2 separate regions of the Ovis aries genome follow, and region 1 is linked to region 2. A link is a contact called in public Hi-C data. All regions are on one chromosome and are shown on one strand. The core of a region is the stretch at or near the end of the contact, and the rest is flanking DNA. Distances in the headings are between cores, read along the strand shown. Region 1 has its middle 38 kb from the start of ZNF572. Region 2 holds the start of ZNF572 (zinc finger protein 572).

Region 1 (6,464 bases), core at 3,407-5,906, 37 kb before region 2:
CCACTCCAGTATTCTTGCCTGGAGAATCCCATAGACAGAGGAGCCTGGTGGACTGCTGGTGGGCTACAGTCCATAGCTTTTCAGAGTTGGACATGACTGAAGCGACTTAGTACACATCATTACCAGTAGGAAAACACAAATTAAGACCATGATGAGATATCTTGGTCGTGACATTTTATAGTTTGGCAAGATGTTACAACTGAGGGGAAATGGGTAAACAGGATCTCTCTGTATTATTTTCTTGCTGCTAAGTCACTTCAGTCATGTCCAACTCTGTGCGACCCCATGGACTAGGCCTACCAGGCTCCTCCATCCATGGGATTTTCCAGGCAAGAGTACTGGAGTGGGTTGCCATTGCCTTCTCCTGTAACTGCATAGTGATACACTAATTCAAACTTACTGCTATGGGGGAAAATCACCATTTAATGAGACATGAAGACAAAGCACAAACCCAACGAAGGGGACACACGCTGTGCACCACAGCAGGGCTATGACCAGAGCAACTGGGGGGACGGGGGAGGGGAGATGGATGGTCAACTACAGCCTCGGGGGCGGGGACAGGGTGGGAGGCTGGGGTCTGGACTGACGATGACTAAACAGACAACAGGATGAGACAGGAAATCAAAACCAATGATGAAAGCAGACACACCGTCAGAGAACTCCAACAGCAAGGAAAACATATACAGAACTGTTCTTTTACACATACTCAGAACAAAATCAAGCAGGAAACCACAGAGAAATCGTCAAAGAATTTAAAATATCAACTAATTAGCCAATGGTGCAAATTATAAAAACAGTGTGTCAAAAGACCACAAAATGGACTAGTTACCACTTCACAGGCCGCTAAAATGATTCACGGTTAATTTAATCATATGCTGACTAACAATGCAGCTAACATGAAATGGGTGGTAACAGAAAAAAGTGATAATACAAGTGCAGTTACAAAGCAGAGTGTTGTACACGTGATTTCATGGGGTAAATAGCAATGCACTCACAAAACTTCAGCTAAACATGCAAGAAAGCTGGAACATGTGCTTTAGAGCCGCACACTCTGTCACCAAAAGCCCTAGGTCGTCATCCTGTTTTTAGACTCGGAAAAGTGAGGCAGCTGGACGTCTTCCCTGGGGCCCTGGGGCACCGGGCTTTTAACCTGGTTTCACATGCAGAGCTGGCCTGAACGTGCAGCCAGGTCCATCAGCAAGCAGACCAGTTTAAATTCTTGATTTTGTTCCCACCGTGTGCCCTGCACCCTGCAGCCAGGCATCCCCAATGGAAAATGTGCTGCACGGCTTTCACACGCCATGAGAGCTGCCCATGGTTACTTTCACGAAGCTGTCTGCTCCCTGAGAACAGAAACTTCCCTGCAGCTACTGTGCCCAGCACAGGCCAGGCCCAACGTTACAGAGGCAGGCTCTGGCTGAGTTCATGATGACGAGCTAAGCCGGTGGTCCAAATATCAAGACTAATTTGTCCCTGTGCCATTATGGAATGATTAAAGACGAGGCAGTTTAAAAAATTTTAGACCTCTGAGCGTAGCAAATGTACCTGATTTTCTTCTGGGTAAAAAGAGGAAAAACAAAAAACAAACAAAGAAAACCAGTGTGATGGAGGAGGGATGCGGCAGGGAGGAGGCAGACACATACCACAGTCATGATGCCTAGCCGGTCTCCCTTCCACAGGGAAGCCGTCTGCCCGAGTTTCCAACTCCTACTGAAGAACTAAAAATATGCAGGGAGCAGCTTCTTAGAAGAAGAAATTGCTGAGCTGAAAGCAGAAAGAAACAACACCAGGCTGCTGCTGGAGCACCTAGAGAACCTGGTTTCCAGGTACATGCAGTCCCTCCGGATGACAGCAGGCAGGCAGCAGGCACAGTCCCCAGCCAGCATGACCAGCAAGATAGAGGTGCTTAGGGCACTGAAATTTGTTTGAGCACCACAGGCCGTGGACGAGAAGATGATTCTTAAAGAGGAGAATAACCAGGAAAAGATACTAAGGGACGGGGTGCTTGATGTAAATCACGAGCCAGAAAACATGCCAAGCGCCAATGGAAAGAGACCCACCTACAGCACTCTAAGCCATGAGGAAGACCTGGCTAAGGTGATCGTGCTCCAGGAAGTCACAGACAAGCAGTCATGGGAGCAGAGCCAGATGAAGGAGCACCTGGCTTCCCTCTCTGCCCACGTGACAGAGCTGGAGGCGGACCTGGACACAGCCAGGAAGGACCTCCTCAAGTCCGAGGACGTGAACACAAAACTGTAGCGGGACGTCTGCGACGCGGGAGAGACACGGCAGCATCGAGGAGAGGCTGCGCCAGATGGAGGCCCACCTGGAGGAGGAGAACAAGGAGCTGCAGCAGGACCAGCTGATTCTAAACCTGGAAACCCTGAGAGCTGAACTGGACCAGACGAGACCTCGAGGGGCTCCCTTCCACCACGGCCGACCCCGCTTGGGCAGCGCCCTGGACCTCAGGTTCCCTGTGGCGGACCGGCCGGCAGACTCCCCGGCAATGGGGCGGTGCTGCGGCGCCCTCAGAAAGGCCGGTTGGCCGCGCTGCGCGACGAGCCGTCCAAGGTGCAGACCCCGAAGGAGCAGAACTGGGAGCGCGCACAGCAAGCCAGCGTGCTGGCCAGCGTGGCCCAGGCGTTCGAGAGTGACGAGGGCGTGTCTGACGGCGAGGGCGACAGGGTCACCCTCTTCAGCTCGGCCACTCAGCTGTCGCCCAGCAGGCAGGAAAATGCCGAGACTCTGACTGTGATGCTGCAGGAGCAGCTGGATGCCGTCAACAAAGAGATCCGGTTGATCGAAGAAGAGGAGAACGCGGAGCAGCAGGCTAAGGGGACTGAGAGCAGGGAGGGCAGGGGGAGCTTAGGCAACCTCCGTCCTTTTAAATCAGTGAGCTCCCTCAACCTGCATCCCGCCTCCTCGCATGCCGGCTTCTGCCCGCCCAGCAGTGGGCGCGCCAAGCCCGGAAGGGGGCAGCACAGCCCGGCGCGGGAGGGAGACTGGCTGGGCATCACGCCTCTGGTATTTTCTTGCAGCTGCATGTAAATCCACAAGTATCTTGAAATATAGGGGTGGGATGGGGAGGGAGATGGCAGGGAGTTTCAAGAGGGAGGGGATATATGTATACCTATGGCTGACTCATGTTGAGGTTTAACAGAAAACAGCAAAATTCAGCAAAAGAAATTATCCTTCAATTAAAAAATAAAAAAAAAGAATAATGTGACCCAGGAATGGAAAAAGTAAATTGTTTACTTAAAAACAAAAATGGATAGATGATGTCACAGCCCAGCTCCAGACCTCAAAGAGTTTCCTGTCATACCTAGAATAAATCCAGACTATTGATCATGTCTAACAAGCTCTACAGGGTTTGGCCCCCTGCCTCCAATTTTACTTCCCACCTTACTCTCTTCCTTACTCTTTTCTTGGAACACAGGCATATGATCCTTTGAGTGTCCAAGCTTGTTCCTGCCTTAGGGCCTTTGCACTTGACATTTCCTCTGCTGGGAGCCCACTTTCCCCATATTTGCATGATTTCCCATCATCACTCAAATCTTGATCAGATCTGATCAAATACCATGCCTTAGAAAATCCTATATCAACTACTCTGCCCAAAATAGCACCCATAGTCTCTTTCTCATTTTTCCCTTGACAGTTTATTATGTATGGATTTACTTATTTGCATGTTTCCTGTCTCCCCAACTAGACTTCAGGGTCGATGTGGTAGGTTAGGGTAGGGTTCTTGCCTGTTCTATTTCCCACTGCAACCCTACAGGCATGGCACATGGGAGCTGCTCAGTAAATCTGTCAAGTGAATGAATGAATATAAAATGGAGAATTGATGTAGGTAAATGTTTGCTTTGCCACACATTACTCTGTACTGAGCTCTCCTTACATTCCTTGCAAAGCAAATCTGCTGAGGCGTGGGGGACTAATTTTTCCATAAATAGAGCTAGGTTTGAGTCTCACTCTGCCATGAGGGTGGCCATGTGGATCTGAGCAAATCACATCAGCCTTTTGTGTCTCCTTACTGCATCCGAAATGAGGATGGCCCTAAGGAGCCTGGGGATAAGAAGATGGCAGTATCTCTCTCCTAAACCCGCACCACCTCCTGGTTCCCTTCTCAGCACACAATACCACCGTCCACCCACTTGCCCAAGCCAGGAACCTGGATGACTCAGTCTCCGTGCCTGCCTTTTCCACTGCCCCCACACCCAAGCAGTTGCCAGGTCTTAACCAGTCTTCTCGTAAACCTCTCCCACTATTCTTCCACTGCTGTCTTTTCTCTAGTCATCATCTCTTGCCCAAACCATTGCAGTATCCTCCCTAATTGGTCTTCCCCTTATCATCCATACCACTGACGAAATAGCAAATCTGTTTTGCAAATCCGATTGTATCAGTTCCTTATCTAAAACCCTTAAATCATGCTCCATCACTTTCTGATAGACAGCAGATCCTTTACCTCAGCACTGATCTAGCACTGCTCATCTCTTAATCTCGTTGCCCTTCCCTGTAAGCTCCAATCACATGCTGAAACAAGCCCTTCTCAGTCCCCTCTCCCTGACTTTGCCAATGTTATTCCTTCACTCTGCTGCCTGGCACTTCCAAGACTGTCAGAGCCTCCGCTTAGCATCACCTAGTGGCAGCCCTGATTTGCCAGTCTGCTCAGCATCCCTCTCCACTTCCATGATAACCCACACCTGACTCGATCACAGCACAGGGCTTAACACACAGCAGGCCCTTAATAAATGTTTTTCAAATGAATCATTAGTTAATAAGAATTATAAAGAATATTACATGCAATTAATATTAAATGCAAAAAATCACCCATTTTCAGAGCTCTTTTCCAACCAGTGGGTGTTCTTGGCCAAAGAATGAAGTCTGGATTCAAAGAGTCGTGGGATCGAATCCCAACCCTGCCACCTACTAGCCGAATGACCTTAAGCCTTAACCTCAACGAGGAAAATAATGGGACTTCTACAAAGCGTTGTCACGGGCATTCAGTGAAATCAAGCGTGAGCAGCACAGAGAATAGGAAGCTTGGCACATAGTAAGCAGCCGGTATAGTATATTAGTATAGCTCCCTCTAGTGGTCTTGGCACAAGAAAAGGAGGAAAAAAAAAGAGAATCAAGAGGCACCAGGGGAGTAAGGATGAATGAGACAGTGGACACAGTGAGGTCTTGGTCTGAAGAGCAGAAAGGGAAGTGGGCAGGAAGCAGCCTGAGGGGGTGGATGCCACCTTTTGGGAACGACTAGAGCAGCTGAGATTGAGGGGACGGGATGGATGTTCCTTAGCCTGCCAGTGAAGCTGAGAGCACTGCGGTATTTTCCAGAGTTGGAAAAGGCAGAGAGTTAGGCCCATCTCCAGCTTGGGGCCATCCTATCTGAAGGCCGTTTCCCTGCCCTCCTTCCACCACGGCGTTACAAGCACCTGAGCGATGCTCAGCCCTGCTGTGCTGAAGGGTGAGCGCTGAAAAGGAAGTCCACAGAGGTCAGTCTGGGGCCTGTAAAGAGCCCTGGATTCAGCCTGGGTTACACTCTGAGTGAACCCATTATCAGCTGTGTAACATCAGCCTCCTCATTCAACTTTCCTGATCTTCAGTTTGCTCATCTGTAAAATGGGGATAAACTACCTACTTTGAAAGATTTAAGGGTTGAGATAAAGATGGAAAAATGTTTAGTGCAAAATAGTCCAAGTCGTAATTCCCTCCCTTCTCTCAACCAGCTTGCTCAGTTTTCGTTTAGTCTTAGCACCCTGACCTAGTATTTTGTAGAATTTACTTGTTTATTCTCATTTCTGTGTACAAGAGAACATGAACTTCAGGAAAGCAAGGACTTTGTTCGGCGTCTTTTTTGCCACTGTAATCCCAGCACTCAGCAATGTATGGATTGAATAAATGAACAAATGAATTCTATTCATTTAATCTCTTACACTAGAATGTAAGGGGGCTTCCCAGGTGACTCAGTGGTGAAGATCCCACCTGCCAACGCAGGAGACACAGCTTTGATCCCTGGGTCGGGAAGATTCCCTGGTGAAGGAAATGGCAACCCACTCTATTCTTGTCTGGGAAATCCCATGGGCAGAGGAGCCTGGTGGGCTACAGTCCATGGGATCACAAAAAGTGTCGGACACGACTCAGCGGCTAAACAACAAATAGAATGTAAACTTCATGACAGTAGGATTCTATCAGTTATTTATTGTGTTAAAATAAATTGCCCCAAGACTTAGCGGCTTAAAACAACAAGAATCATGGTATCTGTGGATTGGGAATTTGAGACGGGCTCACAAAGAGTTGGATATGACTGAGCAACTAAGCTCAGTATGGGAGGGCAGGTCAACTCAGGGTCTCTCGTAAGGTTGAACCTCAGATGCCAGCAGGGTTATGGTCATCTGAGAGCCTAACAGAGCCTGGAGGACCCATCTCCAAGGTGGCCCGTTCACGTGGCTGACGGTGGCTGCTGC
Region 2 (5,953 bases), core at 488-2,987:
AGATCAACAAAATACCATATATCCTGGGTGGCTTAAACAACAGAAATTTACTTCTTTATGGTTCTGAAAGTCGAAAGTCTGAGATCAGGGTGCCAATATGTGCCCGCACATGGTATGGAGAGAGAGGATGTGTGATGAGGGGAGAGGGGAATATCAATCTTTGGTGCCTTTTCTTATAAAGGCATTAATCCCATCATGAGGGTCCCATTCTCATGACCTCGTCTAGACCCAATTACTTCCCAAAGGCCCCACCTCCTAATACCATCACATTGGGTGTTTAAGTGTTTCAGCATGTGAATTGGGGTGAGGGACACAATTCGCACCATAGCAAGTACCAAGTTTATCTCTCAGACACATGAGTATTCCTGGACTGTGGAAAAGAGCAGAGAGGAGTTTCTTCCTCTTGGTGGTTGTGGTGGTGGTGGTGGTGGTGTTGATAGTGGCAGAGAATCAGCAGTGGTGGGGCACTTTTCACCATCTGAGGCAATTGGAAGGATGCAGGGAAGAAGGACTGGATTGGTTCCTGTTGTATAACAAGAATTTGGCTGGTCTTTGTCCCTGGGTCCTGGAAGTGAGGGGTTTCCCCGGTGGCTCAGTGGTGAAGAATCCACCTACCAATGAAAGAGACTTGGGAGACATGGGTTCAGTTCCTGGGTTGGGAAGGTACCCTGGAGAAGGAAATGGCGACCCACTTCAGTATCCTTGCCTGGGAAGTCCCATGGAGAGAGGAGCCTGGTGGGCTACCATCCATGGGTTGCAGTCAGACATGACTGAGCACATGCGCACACACAGGCTTGACAGGACTGACTGGAGTTGTTGGAGGACAGTGAGGAGTGTGCAGTGTCCCCTCAAAAGAGTGTTTCTAGAAGAAAGCAGTGTCAAAACTCCTGAAAGAGGACTTGGGAACCAAAAAATACTAATGTGCTAAGAACGCAGAGGTCATTGATGATCTTAGTGATTTATTGTTTTCTTTACTACAGGAGAAATGAGTTAAAACATGAGTGGGAAATCATAAAATGGAAACGTCAGGCGTTTAAAAATAAGAAAGAAACTGAAGGACTATTTGGGGATGGTGGTTGGGAGAGTTAGGAGTTTAGTTGATAGTGTACGGATCCCATGAAGGTAGGAAGGAAAGTGACCGGCAGTGGAGGGCTCCTTTAAAATGCGAAGGACCAATCCGCTGTTGTAATTGGAGGGAAGGAAGAGATGGTTGCAGTGAAGGCTTAGATTGATGTGGGGGAAATGAAGGGATTGATTTCTAGTTTCTCTGTAATGAAAGAGGAGAGTTTGTTTCACCAAATATTATTCATAACGTTGCCTCTATAAAACATATAAAACATAAAACAACAACGTAAACTAGTTGCTTTATATGTGGATGGATGCCTTCGCTCCCTGTTTCACAGATGGCTAAATATACCTCCCAGTTCACAGCGGTGGGAACAGAGTCGGCGCTTAACAAATACTCGCTTTATTTTAATTCCAGTGATGATGAGAAATCTGATGATGCCCCGATGGCAAGGAGAAGTATCAGCTCCAACCGGTCCCCTATTATAAGGTACCTGATAAATGTGAGGGATGCGAATCAAAGTCGGCAGACGTGTCCACAAGGAAGAGGAATACCACCGGCACACTCCTTCTTGTCCGGGACCCTAAGGGTTAAGATCAACGAGAGCCAGCCATCACTGTTTTCTAGAGAGGCTCCATCAAGCTCACTGTGGGAGAAGGGGGAACTTCCTGTTTCTGACTTCCGGGTTTGAGAGGTTAGGGCCCTAGGTTGGTGGAGTCAGAAGTAGAATGGACTCCTAGTCCCGGGCCTGCTGGGGATGCGGGGCGCCTTGTATGTAGCCCCCAGAACAGTGAGTTCCTTCTCGGGGAGGGGGACGGAGCCGAGGGTTTCGGGTAGGAGGAGCGGAAGCTGCGTCGCCCAGGCTGCAATGTTCATCCTGCAAAGGACTGCCGCTGCTGTGAAGGGCGAAGGCCCAGCATCTCCAGCAGCTCGGGCCACCGCGCCTCCCTCCCCCGCGACGTCCCTGGAAGGACCGTGTCGACTGCAGACGATCTGTTCCCCTGGAACTCACCGCAGTGTACCCGACCTGTGCTCCCAGCCGGCGCTTTTTAAAGCTAAGCTTCAGGCAGTGCGTTTTCTTTGGGAGTCTTTAAGCCGAAGCACTGCCCCGTTCCTAGTTACCTTTTTGCTCTAGGCAGTAAAAACAGCCTTTGTGGCGTGACATCTTAGGGACAGCCTTTTAATACCAACTGTGGCCTTAAGTTTGCTACTGTTGTGCTGAGCCAGTGTTCCTGAGGGCTCCTCTGTTACCAAAATTAAGTTTCTTAGCAGGGAAAATGGTAGCACGGGTATCTTACGTAGACTAATGCTTTTTTTGTAAGGACTGTGACAGAAGTATGTAACTCAGATGGTAAAACATATTCCATTTGAACAATTTTTTTTTTTCGTTCAGGTGTATGTTTTTTTCCCTACACAAACATTGGGCATACTTGTAATTTATACAAGTTTCATGTATATTGAAGGTGCTTTAGAGAATGTCAGTTTCTTTTGATATAAGGTCTAGGGATATAAATTGGTTTTCTAAAAATGCAGTCAATATATAAATTCCCTGGCAGACCAGTGATTAAGGCTTGGCACTCTCATTGCAGGGCCTGGAGTTCAATCCCTATTTGGAGAACTAAGATCCCACAAAGGCTTATGGTGCAGGCAGTAGGGGAGGTGCTGTTGATGGAAGTCAATATATTACAAAATAAAAGTCCTGATCATTTGCTGGTTGGAATTATGCCCAGTTTCTGCTTTCTTCTCTACTTGTTTACTATAATAGACAAGAGTATTAAATTCAGTGTCCAACAAATTTGGGACTGAATCCTGCTCTACCAAGTTCTGGTTGTGTGACCTTGGGAAAGTTTCTTAATGTCTGTTTTGTTCACCTATAACATTCTGGTACCTGTTTATACAAGGCTTTCCTGAGGGCTCAGTGGTAAAGAATCCACTTGCTAATGGAGGAGATGCAGGTTCTATCCCTGGGTTGGGAAAGATCCCCTATAGAAGGAAATGGCAACCCACTCCAGTATTCTTGCTTGGGAAATCCCATGGGCAGAGGAGCCTGGTGGGCTACAGTCCATGGGGTTGCAAAAGAGTTGGACATGACTTAGGAGCTAAATAACAAGAGCAATATTTTTATACACCTCAGGGAGCTCTTGTAAGAATTACATGAGAAATGTTATGTGTAAGGTATCTGGTTCACTGCATGACACATAATAGACAGTAATAGATTGAAAAGTATGTCTTTTATTTTCTATGTGTGTGCCTTCTTTTAAGCTCCCATTTTTCTTGAATTGTGCTATTTTTTTATATCCTGAAGTGGATGCCAAGTGCATATATAATTGCCTTCCAGTCCCTCAAGCAGGTCAGGGGTTGTAATTGGGTCCAGAAGATAAAGCTTAGGCTGAAAGGGATATTGTGATTATGATAGAGAGTAAGAGACAAGGAAGAGGTCCCTTGTTAGCCTCCCTTTTATATTTAGAGATTATTGGCTGTAATTATTTTAGCTCTACTTTGTCTGAATTTATTGTTACTAGTCAAGTAAATCCTAACTTTTGTTTTAAATTAACTTCAAAGGTTTCATCCTTCTGACAAGGACCCACTTATTCTTTGTAAACTAAACAGTTTCTCTTAGGCTGCTTCTTATACCTGCATATCGATTCCTGAAGTCTTACTATTGATGCCTTTTCCAAAAAACTACTTCAGTTTTTCAACCAAAAGTGTTTCTGAGTTCCAAGTGGACAGTATTAATATTTATTCTATTTTTAAACCTTGATCCTCTGACTTTATTGCAAAGGTTTAATTTTTAAATTATTTCCCTGGGAAAGGTAAATTGAGTTATAACTTGAATCTGAGGTTAGATTTTCTGAAAGGATTTCAAAAGCCCATGTTTCTTATGTTCAGTATGGTCCGCAGAACATTAAGTGCTTAACAGTTGTTGTGTTGCAGTGGTTGGAAGGAAGAAAGGAGAAATGTTAACAAATGCCTTTAAACATAACTTGCTTCCTTCTACAGGATTTCTGATCCCTAATCTGACTGATCATTGTGATGGAACAAGAGCAAAAACTATTGGTCTCAGATTCTAATGGCTTCACAAAGGAGAGTTTGAAAAGCACTATTACAGGTGAGAGATCAAGAAGATCTGAATCCTTTAGGAATTTAAGACATGCTGTAGAATGTATAGAAAAATCAGGGCATTAGAATGAGACAGACTTTAATTTGATTTCCCTGATCTGTCACAAGCTATTAGAACTCTTTTAGCTTCAGTTTTCTCATCTTTAAGAAAAGTGAATGATAATATCTGTCTCACATATTTTTTAAGATACTGATACACCATATGCAAAACTACCATTCTTAATAAGTAGTGGGTATCGTTGCTATTTCTTTGTTTGCCCAGAATTTAACTAATATTTTTGTCCAGCTTTTACCTCAGATAGTGTTCTTTCTCTCTTACCTTTTAAAGTCTTCTAGAATAAAATTCAGTGAACTTATTTTTATTAATAATTTGATATCTACCATGGCAATTGATGAGAACTGACCAGACACTTCATTACTGTTGTTATAAATACAAAAAATTCACCTGCTTCTGATGAACACATTGAGTAAAAGAAGTAAAACTAGCTGTAAATACTTTTTTTCCCCCCAACTAATAATTGTTTAATATTCTTCTGGAAACACTTTTAAAATCTAAAACATTTTCCTAGGTTTGAGTTTGTTATTCCCTCTCTTCCACTGTAATTCAGAATTTCTTGCCCCTGGCAGAGACTAGGGAATGTTTAGAGTATTTGTTTATTCCTGCAGGAGATGAAAGTGAGAATAATTTGAAAACTGTTCAGTGCAGTAACTCCAAGGCAGATAAAGAGAGAGCCTCAAAATGGTCTAGAAGTGATGGCCCAGAAAACTGTAAGGATGAAGACACAAAAGAAATACTGTTGACAGGGTCCCAAGGAGGTAAAACTGAATGTGATGATTCCTCTGAGAATGATAGCAACTTGGAGAATCAGGGAAATTGTACAGAAAAAGAGGAGGAACAACCCAGTCACTGGGGATGGAGTCCAGGAGAACATACTGGGCCTGCTGGCCAACAGAACCCATCCTTTGGGGACAAACCCTACAAATGTTCTGAATGTTGGAAAAGCTTCAGTAATAGTTCTCATCTTCGAACTCACCAGAGGACCCACTCAGGAGAAAAACCTTACAGATGTTCTGAGTGTGAGAAGTGCTTCAGTAACAGCTCTCACTTGATTCAGCACCTGAGAATACACACAGGCGAGAAGCCCTACCAATGTGGTGAATGTGGGAAAAGCTTCAGCAACACTTCCCATCTTATTATCCATGAAAGAACTCACACGGGAGAGAAACCCTATAAATGTCCCGAGTGTGTGAAGAGTTTCAGCAGCAGCTCTCACCTTATTCAGCATCACCGATCACATACAGGTGAAAAACCATATGAATGTCCGGTTTGTGGGAAATGCTTCAGCCATAGTTATGTGCTTGTAGAACATCAGAGGACCCACACTGGAGAAAAACCTTATAAGTGCCCCGACTGTGGGAAGAGTTTTAGTCAGAGCTCTAGTCTGATTCGTCACCAGCGGACACACACTGGTGAGAAGCCCTATAAATGTCCTGAATGTGGAAAAAGCTTTGGTTGTAATTCTACTCTAATCAAGCATCAGAGAATACATACAGGAGAAAAACCCTATCAGTGTATAGAATGTGGGAAGAATTTCACTCGAAGTTCAAACCTGGTTACACATCAGAAAATGCACACAGATGACAAAACCTATCAAAGTTCTGAATATGAAGAAAGTTTGAGTCAGAACTATAGCCTAATAGAAGAATGCAGAATCCAGCCAGGAGTGAAGCCATATAAATGTTGTGAATGTGGAAAGAGTTTTGGCC

What was found. Hi-C and Micro-C count contacts between places; a contact is called where the count stands out from the background.
Region 1: a Hi-C map of hypothalamus shows a contact between it and region 2, with 4 times the contacts expected there. The contact joins the enhancer-like site here to the promoter of ZNF572 in region 2. A contact is called at or near these places in 4 of 16 Hi-C or Micro-C datasets (hypothalamus, omental adipose tissue, skin fibroblasts and 1 more).

The regions. Positions count from the first base shown.
Region 1 is chr9:28,248,098-28,254,561 of ARS-UI_Ramb_v3.0, reverse strand. It overlaps the pseudogene LOC105611789. Among named protein-coding and RNA genes, the nearest start is that of ZNF572, 38 kb to the right of the region's middle. Within about 2 kb of position 4,656, at least 11 of the 54 cell types and tissues checked have an H3K27ac peak or open chromatin away from gene starts, as enhancers often do. A contact at or near this core is called in hypothalamus, where this site is marked.
Region 2 is chr9:28,209,041-28,214,993 of ARS-UI_Ramb_v3.0, reverse strand. ZNF572 (zinc finger protein 572) reads left to right here and starts at 1,737. Exons shown (of 3, transcript XM_042254142.2): 1 at 1,737-1,837; 2 at 4,067-4,175; 3 at 4,853-5,953. The coding sequence starts at 4,100.